3 separate regions of the Mus musculus genome follow, and regions 1 and 2 are each linked to region 3. The links are chromatin contacts, called in public Hi-C and promoter capture Hi-C maps. All regions are on one chromosome and are shown on one strand. Each heading gives the region's core, a stretch centred on a gene start, on an enhancer-like site or on the middle of the called end of the contact. The rest is flanking DNA. Distances are from core to core; before and after follow the strand shown.

What was found. Promoter capture Hi-C pulls out the DNA fragments that hold promoters and counts their contacts. Hi-C and Micro-C count contacts between places; a contact is called where the count stands out from the background.
Region 1: a contact with region 3 is called in a promoter capture Hi-C map of liver, with 3 times the contacts expected there. The contact joins the promoter of 4732471J01Rik here to the promoter of Lin37 in region 3. A contact is called at or near these places in 3 of 39 promoter capture datasets (cranial neural crest, frontonasal cranial neural crest and liver).
Region 2: a Hi-C map of uterus shows a contact between it and region 3. The contact joins the promoter of Zfp574 here to the promoter of Lin37 in region 3. A contact is called at or near these places in 3 of 484 Hi-C or Micro-C datasets (CD8 T cells, muscle stem cells and uterus).

Annotation. Positions count from the first base shown.
Region 1 is chr7:25,392,942-25,396,066 of GRCm38.p6, reverse strand. It overlaps 4732471J01Rik (RIKEN cDNA 4732471J01 gene), which reads right to left and starts at 1,354. Exons shown (of 7, transcript NR_015569.3): 1 at 114-1,354. It also overlaps a transcript of Lipe not described here.
Region 2 is chr7:25,075,232-25,078,308 of GRCm38.p6, reverse strand. Zfp574 (zinc finger protein 574) reads right to left here and starts at 1,502. Exons shown (of 2, transcript NM_175477.5): 1 at 827-1,502. It also overlaps a transcript of Grik5 not described here.
Region 3 is chr7:30,558,253-30,561,515 of GRCm38.p6, reverse strand. It overlaps Lin37 (lin-37 homolog (C. elegans)), which reads left to right and starts at 1,870. Exons shown (of 9, transcript NM_029377.2): 1 at 1,870-2,074. The coding sequence starts at 2,041.

The DNA of each region.
Region 1 (3,125 bases), core at 105-2,604, 5.2 Mb after region 3:
CGCCCACGCCTTGGGTTGCCCGCCCCCTGCCCGCCCGCCCGTTCTTCCGGCTCCCGGGGCAAGTGGGCGGGCCAGGTTCAAGGAAAGGTGAATGAGATGGCGAGGGTCAGCACCTGCACAAGATGACTGAGAATTCTTTGTTGGGGTGACTCTAACGCGACTCCTCACTATTCCTGCTGTGAGGGCACTTCTCGCTGCTTCCAGGACTGCGGGTTTTTTTTTGGTTTTTGGTTTTTGGTTTTTTGTTTGTCGTTACGGTGCACTGCGCGGTTCCTTTAATCTGAGCAGATGGGCGGGCCAAGACCTTCAGCCCCACCCATTAAAGGCGGAGCTCCGCGAGGAGCCTGCCCAGGATTGGATGGTTTGGGGGCCTGGCAGTGGTGTGTAACTAGGATTGACTCTAAGAGAGGAACTTGATCGCTGGAATTGGGCCCCGCGCCAGGACTGGAAAGAATTGATGGAGCCGGCCGTGGAATCGGCGCCCGTGGGGGCCCAGGCCTCCAAGCAGGGCAAAGAAGGATCGAAGAACCGCAGTCGCAGGCGGTGGCGAAAAGGCAAGATCAAAGGTGAGTCGGTAACAGCTTAAAAGAAATCCCGCACATCCTGCGGGGGACTGGGGACTGGGGGAACTGACCCACTTCCACGAGGGGGAAGAGACCCGTGGACTGATCCACTGCCGTCCTGCGCGTGGGGGGGGGGGTGATGTGAGAGTAGAATGCCCCACCGAGACGTAAGGACTACGTCTGTCCCAGTGCGGTCTTTGGGGAAGTGTCCGAAATGCTCGTCTGTCGGAATAAGGTTCTCTCTCAGGTTCCTTTTTCTGTGTGGCCAAGAGCTGTGCCTTTAGTGTTTTCTGTTTCGGTTCAAGCGGTTTTCATGTCTTCTGCCCTCTTAAAAGAATAACGTAGAAGGGTTTTTAACCGCTTTTTCTAAATAAATAGAATGCAAAAGGTAGGCAGAAGGGGCATCCGGTAATTGGAAGAGCTCCTTGCAGCCCCTTCTTACTCTCTCAGTGAATCCATCCATCTGCTCTTTGACAATCGACCTTCATCAACCCAGCAACCCTGGGGCGACTTGCAAAACATGAGAACTTTTACGTTGTCCTTAGAGAAAGGAGGGAGTTACCATTTAGCTTCCCTGGATCCAAAAGGCTGGAGAAACAGTGGCAGAACAACCAAAGATTTTGCATGGCTCAATCAGAGCAGGCATTAAGTCCTGGTTTGGTTATGAGTTTTGTCTGTCTTGTGGCGCTGCTTACAGCCAAACCTAGGGCCTGGTGAACACTAAGCAAGCCCTCCGCTATGCAGCTCCACCGGCAGTCCATGGATCTTTATCAGACTCCAGGGACAGGTTCCTGTGCAGGCAAAACCAGAAAAAACCTGGCATGGCTTACCAGACCCAAAACCCCCAAATTCATCATTCCTCATCCTCCTTTGGTAGACAAGTGTTGGAGCTCAAGCAGGACCCTGAAGCCTCCTATCCCCCAACAAAGACACATAGCAGAACACTATGCTTTGAAGCGATATGGAACCTCAATCGCAAAGACCCATTGTACCAAATTGCTATGAATGTGAAGTAATGAACAGGGACCTTTTCTCAATTTTTTTTCTGAGCTCCCAACAGGCATCTGTAGGGCTGTTGTCAGATTCAAATGTGTGTGTTTTGGAGAGGTGTATGTAAGTCTACTGTCTGGCTGAGTGTGCTGAGTAGAGTGTCTGACTCTACTAGACACTGGTCTCCCTAAGAGTAGGGTTGTGTCTGCCTTGTTTACAGGGAATGCCAGACACATGGACATTCAAGTATTTATTAGATTGATAAGCAAAGGAATGTGTGAAGTGTGACGTGGAGCTGTTAATAGCCAAGCTGCCCTTAGTGTCATGAGGAGTCAGAAAGAATCTGCTTGAGTAAGGCTCCTCCCTTGCACGGGGTTCAGGTAAGCACACTCACAAAGGCTCGCAGCTCTGAGAAGTGACTGTCATTTCCTGAGGCCCTTCCTAGTGCCAGGCCTCAGACCTGTGAATCAGATCCCACCTCTGCCCCAAGGGTATCCTGACTGGCTGGAGCCGTCATTTATCCTTGTGATCTTGCCACAAGTAACTGGATGAGACAGCTGTCATTATGATCAGCCCATTTCCCAAATGACGACAGAGACACAGAGGCACTGAGCTGGTTGGGTTTCCTGTACCTGTCCAGTGAGGGCAGGGAGATGGATACCTTCAGCCTTCTCAGAGCAGGGAGTGTGGAGCTGACAGCTGTTGTATGCCTCAACCTTAATTCTGAATCTAAAAGGCTCTAGTCACAAAGATTTCATCCCGAGACAGACATTCAATACCTAGAGGTGCCAGGCTTCGGCTTTCTGTAACTAGCAGGGCAGTCTCAGTAGAGCTGAGGACACAGATGGTAATAAGACTGTTGTTGCCAGGCATGTGCCGCACACCTCTGATCCCAGTCCTTGGGAAGCTGAGTCAGTTCAAGGCAAGCCCGGGCTACATAGTGAGTTGCAGGTCAGTCAGGGCTACAGAGTGGAACTCTGTCTCAACCTCTCTCATTCACCCATTTACAAAACATTGTAAACAAGCCAGTATGATAAAAGGAAAAATCCTGGAGCTGGGGATGTAGCTTATTACTGGAGTACCTGACTAGCATGGACAAAGCCCAAGGGTCTGTCTCCAGGACCACACACAGTAGGCATCATAGCACTTGCTTATAATTCAGAAGTAGGGAGGCCGAGGCAAGAGGATCAGAAAGAAGCTTAAAGTCTTGTAGTCTCTGACTATATAGTCAGTCTGAAGCCAGCTTGGGCTACATGAGAAAATGTGTCCTGCTTTCAAGAAAGAAAATTCTGAGAAAATGAGCGTGGGTAGCTTTTCCAACAAGGTGACATCAGACTCATGGACGGGCAGGCATCAGCTACCGAGCAAGGGAGGTGGGGAGAGCAGAGCAGCAGGAACACCGCTGGAAGAGCAGCGCCTGACAATGCAGAGAGAGGTCTGGGGGCGGAGGCTGGGGTCAGGAAGCTGGGGCAGGCAAGGTGGGCTCTAGGTCAGCTTAAAAGGCCATGCCCAAGTCTGAAGCTTTATCTGGGAGGAAGGCAGGGAAGCATTGGTGGGCTGGAAGGGCAAGGT
Region 2 (3,077 bases), core at 253-2,752, 5.5 Mb after region 3:
GAATAGCTGGCCCATCCTTCACAATTGCTTAACCTTTCACCTATCTCACTCAGGGTTTCCAATGTCTGTCACTTAGAAACTCCATCTGTACTCAAACCCTGCAAAAAGAGGTCCTCTTCATACTTAAACCTTCTCACCAGCAAACAACTATGGGGATACCCAAATCCCCCAGAGTTATCAATATGGTACATCCCCAAAATTCCTAGACTGCTCTCTGTAGCACACATCTCTGTCTCTCCAACTACACCCAAGATTGCTCGAATATTCCCTTTGGCCTACTTACCTGTATCTAAAACAAAACAATCCCTCCCCTCTAGCTCAACCTATTGAAACCCGTAAGAATAAATAAAGACCTCTGTCAATACTTTCCAAGCCCCACTTTCATGCGTTTATCGGTCTTCCTTGTCAGCATTACTCCGTTTTCCACACCTGATCCCTCCCTTCGCTCTAAAGATACCTCAAAAACCTCTTCTCTGCCTCAGCTCTTTCCAGGCAGAAATCGATTTTCCTCCCTGCGTTAATTACCTCCTTTCTCGGGCCAGCTCCCCACCCCGGCATCCATGAGTCCTCTAACCGTCCCCTTTCGATTCTGATCCCCATCCCAGCGCACCCACCCGTGGCCCCGATACCCCATGCAACCAGAGAGCCCTCCGGCGAGGCAGCTCTGGGACCTCCCCTTCCCGCCAAGGTCGGCCCCCGGCCTGCAGCCCGAGCCCTGCCCCTCCTCACTCAGCCCCGCACTCAACTCCAGTCCCCCATCCCACCCGCCGTCCCGGCACAGCCCCCGCCCGGCCCGCGCGCCCAACGGCCGCTCCGCTCTCCGCACCCGGGACGCGATCCTTCAGGCCTTCATCGTGCAGGCCGAATGACGCAGGCAAGCCGCCGGGTGGGGCCGGACCTCTGCGCTCCGGCGGGGACTCACCCGCCTCGGCCGTCTCGCCGGCCCCAGGCCGGGCTACGGGCTTCAGGTCCCTTTGCACCGCCACTCTAGCGCCGCGTCCTCTCTAGCGCCCGTCGTCTCGCCTGCTCCGCAGCCTCGCTCTCACCCCAGGCCGCCCTCAACAACGCTCCTCCCACCTTCCGCCTGGGCCGCTGCGAAGAACTGCACAATTCGCCCAATCATCGGCTGTCTGCCCCTGTCATTAGACCAATCGATGCTCAGGTTTCCTGAAGCCTCGACCAATAGAGCGGAGGGGTGGGATCGCGCAGCGCCCAGCCAATCCTTTAGCAATGTTCCCTCGCTGGTCGGCCTCCAGGTGGATACTACCCGCCTCTTTAATCCTCCCTGGAGGTTCTTCCTCTTCCACCTCTTCTCGGATTCCGCCTTTGATAGCTCGAAAGGGGAGCGCTGAGCGGAGAGGGCGCGATGACGTCGGGAGGCGGGACGAAGCTGGAGGCGCCATCTTGGGGGCGCCTGACAAGCTAGGCGTAGGGGATTCGGGCAGTGTAGGCTGTAGAGACACGCAAAGCCCTGGAGGCCGGCGGGTTACAGTCAAGGATCCCTGAGGGCCAGTGGCAAAAAAAAAAAAAAAAAAAAAAAGAGACACCACTCGGCGTGAATGGGAGAGGAAACCAAGCAGCAGCAGTCACACAGGGCAAAAGGAACAAAACAAGGCTTAAGACTTTTTTTTCCTATTAAGAGGATGAACGGGGAAATCGAGGAAGAGTAGAATGGAAACAAGATGTCAGGAGAGGGAGTTTAGAGGAAGAGGTACGTGACAGGAAGTGAGAAATGGAAGGAGAAAGGAAAAGCCCCGTTAGTAAGGTCCCTTGGAAGAAGCTGAGGGTGTGGGGTGGAAGACCTGAAGAAGGAAGTTTATGGGATTTGTAGTGGATCGAGTCAGTTGTTCTTGTTTTTGTTTGAGGCATGGTCTGGCTTTGTGAACAGGCTGGCCTCACAGAGATCCGCCTGACTCGGCCTCTCCTGTTTTGAGCATTAAAGGTATCTTTCCAGGTGACTGCCCTTCCACACAGTTACAGTTAAGGACCCCTAGGCATGGGAAGAATTTCCTGGGAAAACATGAAGTTCCAGGCCAGCCAGGGAGATGGTTCAGCGCGTAAAGCCACATGCTAAGCCTGATCTGGAGTTTTGATTCTGGGATCCACAGGGTGAAAGGAGAGAACTGACTCTTGTAAGTTGTTCTCTGACTTCTGCATATACCAGAGTGTGCATACATGAACATACACACACACACCTGAATGTAATATGGTAGCGAGTGACTGAAGAGATCCAGTATCCATATTTGGACTCCACACAAGTACACCACAGTTTTCAGGAAGCTCCCTCTTGAAGCCAAGGTTAAGGGAGTTATCAGAGGTGCATCTGGTTGGTCAAACTGTCCCCCGTTTCCCCAACTGAAGCTCAGAAAAACTAGGAGGGGTTTGAACACAGAACCACAGGTAGGTCTGAGTCTCCAGTTGTCACCATGTGTGTGCCCTCCTTTGGATGTCTAGCTGGATGTCTTCTTACTGGACTCCCTAGCAAGTATACCTACATGTTCTAACTAGGCTGCTTATCCTGGCCCTGGTACTTCTTAGCTGTGACTTTGGGCAAAACAACTCCACTCTGTCTCAGGTTTAGTTTTTTTTGTTGTTGTTGTTGTTGTTTTGGTTTTTTTTAGTTCTTCGAGACAGGGTTTCTCTGTATAGCTCTGGCTGTCCTGGAATTCACTTTGTAAAACAGGCTGGCCTTGAACTCAGAAATCCACCTGCCTCTGCCTCCCGAGTGCTGGGATTAAAGGTGTGCGCCACCATACCCGGCTTTTGTTTTTGTTTTTATCTCTGAAAAGGGATGCTAGTCTTTGTCCCGGGTTTTCGAGACACTAAGTAAATACTGCTATATAGAAATTAATTTTTGTTGGGCAGTGGTGGCACACACCTTTCCAGCACTTGGCAGAAGCAGGTGGATTTCTGAGTTAAAGGCCAGCCTGGTCTACAGAGTGAGTTCCAGGACAGCCAGGGCTACACAGAGAAACCCTGTCTGACACCCCCCCCCCAAAAAAGAAAATAATTGTTGAGACAGCATCTCTATGTAACCCTGAAACTCGTATGTAGTCCAGGCTGGTCTCAAGAGATCC
Region 3 (3,263 bases), core at 621-3,120:
GCAGTCAGTGCTCTTACCCGCTGAGCCACCTCTCCAGCCGGGTAGTTGTGGATTTAAAAACACAACTTTCTGAACTGGAGCAGTAGTTTACTGGCAGTGCACTCTGTTAACATTCCTAGCCTGACAAACCAAGCAAGAAAATCACTTTCTTGTTCTAGGCTTTGGTAGTCTCTGCCAAGGAAGAATTCACATTTCTCCCTCTAAGGGAGGTGTCTTATCCAGGAGCTTCCTTAGGACAGCTTCCTTGACTTTCCTATTCTTTATTCTTGTTGTTGTTGTTTTGTTTGTTTTTTTTTTTTTTTTTTTGGTTTTTCGAGACAGGGTTTCTCTGTGTAGCCCTCGCCATCCTGGAACTCACTCTGTAGACCAGGCTGGCCTCGAACTCAGAAATCCACCTGCCTCTGCCTCCCGAGTGCTGGGATTAAAGGCGTGCGCCGCCACCACCCAGCCTATTCTTTATTCTTGATTTAGTTTTGTGTGTGTGTGTGTGTGTACTTTTATGTAGTGCCCATGGGAACCAGAAGAGGACATCAGCATCCTCTAGAACTGCAATTATACATGGTTGTTAGACACCATGTGAATCCCCTTAACTACTGCGCTCAACAAGTGAGCAAGCCCTTTCTCTGGCATCTTGATCTTCTCATTTAAAATTTCATGGCCAGTCAGTGGTGGTGCACGTCTTTTATCCCAGCACTTGGGAGGCAGAGGCAGGCAGATTTCTGAGTTCGAGGCCAGCCTGGTCTACAAAGTGAGTTCCAGGACAGCCAGGGCTACACAGAGAAACCCTGTCTCAAAAATAAATAAATAAATATTTCATGATTTTGGTGGCTTATGTCTGAAACCACAGCACTTGGGAAGCAGAGGCATGGTGGATTTCTGTGACTTCCAGGCCAGCTGGGGTTTGTAGTGATACCCTGTGTCAACATAATTTCAGCAAAGAGTCTAGTGAGATAACTCAATGGTAGGGACACTTGCTGCCAGTCATGACCTGCGTTTGATCCTCAAATCCTGTAAGTGATCTGACTGCTACAGGTGTGCCCCACCCCCCAATAAGTTAAGAAAAGCATATACCCAACAGGTTGTTGTGTTAATCACACACTGGGGAGGCTGAGGCAGGAGGCCTTCCGGGAGTTCAGAGACAGCTTGGGTCACATACATAATGAGCTTCAGGCTAGACTGAGCCAGAGTGAGGCAATAAATAAATAATGATAAAGTCTCAGTCCCCACTTTGATGTTCCCTATTGAGTATTTTTACATATTTGTGTGTTCCCATTACATTTCACTTAGAATTTTTGGCTTGTTTATTGACTATCGTCTATCCTCTACACGATAAGACACATTCTCAGCAAGGATTTTTGCCTGTTTTGCTCGTTAAAGCGTCCTCACTATGTGGATGAGTACCCAGCGCTTTTAGTATTTAAATGAAAGAGAGTTAGCTGAGAAATACACCTAGCGAGCTCTCTGTCAGAAAGGATCCAGTCCGTCTCCAGAATGATCTTCCTGTGAAGGATGTCAGTGACTATGATAGTTACTTAGGAGCTGGAAATAGGTTTAGTGGCAATACTAAAATATAACACTACAAATCCCGAAAAGCCTTGGGATGTCTGAGTCTTTGCTTCCCATAGTGCTCCTTGCGGCGCAGGCGCATTACCTCCGTCTTGAGCCTCGGAAGTTTGAATCACAACCCCCACCTCCGCCCCCCAGGTGCCTGGCTTGTCGTTGGTTTGTTTCCGGATACAGGGCCTCGGGAAGGTGGAGCCTAAGGCTGGGAGCCAATAGTACAGGCTGTCAATTGGCCAGCAAATGAAATTGACGTTTTCATCAACTAGTGGGAAAAAGCAGTTGCCAAAGGGTCCCGCCTACAGAAGGGGAAGAAGGGAAGTGGCCGCCAAGGCAGTCGCGGCTGGACAGTGCTCAGGCCCGAGGACCAGTGGTGCCCAGACTTACCTTTGACCTTTCCCTGCCCGCCTTCCGCCTAGCTTTTGAACCACACCTCCTCCAAGTTTTTCTGATCCAGCGCATTAGACCTGCACCCAAATCATGTTCCCGGTAAAGGTGAAAGTGGAGAAATCAGGTGAGGACTGGGGATCCAGGAGAGATATGTTAATAGTGAAAAAGCGGAGTACGCGACATCTCTCTGCAGCCCATATGACAGGATCCTCTAAAAAGGGTCCTTTTCTTTTTCTACCTCACTTTCCCCATTTCTGACAGTGGGCATGAGTCATCAATTGTGGAGTGTCCCTGAATCAATCCTCACTGGCTGTGCATTCCAATAACGCTAGGGTGTAGGGTGATAAATAGACAAGGTGGGAGGAGTGGCAGGGTGTAGGAAGGAAGCGGGCAGCAGAGCAGCTAGGGCGACTGCAGCCGTGAGGAAACGGAGGCAGAGAGATGGGAGGGGAGGAGGACAGATCTGTGGGTTCTGGGAAGGGACTTTCGACTTTTCCTTTGAGGGAAGTGGGTAGTCTAGGGAGGTTTTTGAAGAAGGAGTGAGTTGGTAAAGGTACACCCCAAAGTGCAAAAAAACAAACAAACAACAACAACAAAGCTTGAGTGGACATCCTCAGAGATGCAGTGAGTGGAGAGAGGGCTGTTCGTGTTGGCAGCTGCCTTTATTCCCAGGGCATGGAGAACAGAGACAAACGGATCTCTGAAGTCAAGGCCAGTTTGACCTACTTAGCAAACAACATGCCAACCCAAGGCTATATAGTGAAGAACTGGGGGTGGGAGGAGAGAAATATATATAGTGGAGGGAGCCTCACTACAACTATGCAGGTAGGACAAGGGTGGGTTTGGAAACGCCAGACTGAGTACAGACCCCATTTTCTGGAGTCAGGATTGAAGACTCCTTGAGGGTTCTGTGCTGGAGAAGATCAAAGCCACGTTGTGTTGTCTGTCTGTCTTTGTATTTTTTCTTTCTTTTGCTTATTGTTTGAGAGAGGATCTTTCATTGCTGAGGCTGACCTTGAAACTCTTGATCCTCCTACCTCAGCCTCCAGAGTGCTGGGATAGCAGACATATGCTATTATGCCCAGTAGGCTTGGCTTTCTTTTAGGAAGGTTCTTTTGTCTGCATTATAAAAGGAGGTGGATCAGAAAAGATGACAGAGGCTAGGCGCTGGGTGGGAGGAAAAGGCGAGGTAGGGAGGGGATATATTGACAGACTCCCACAAGCCAAGTGAGCTGAGACTGGGGCTGGGAAAGGAGTGCCCACAGCGAGTCAGGAGCCTGTGGGCCAGCTAGTCACGCCTCATGGGAGAATCC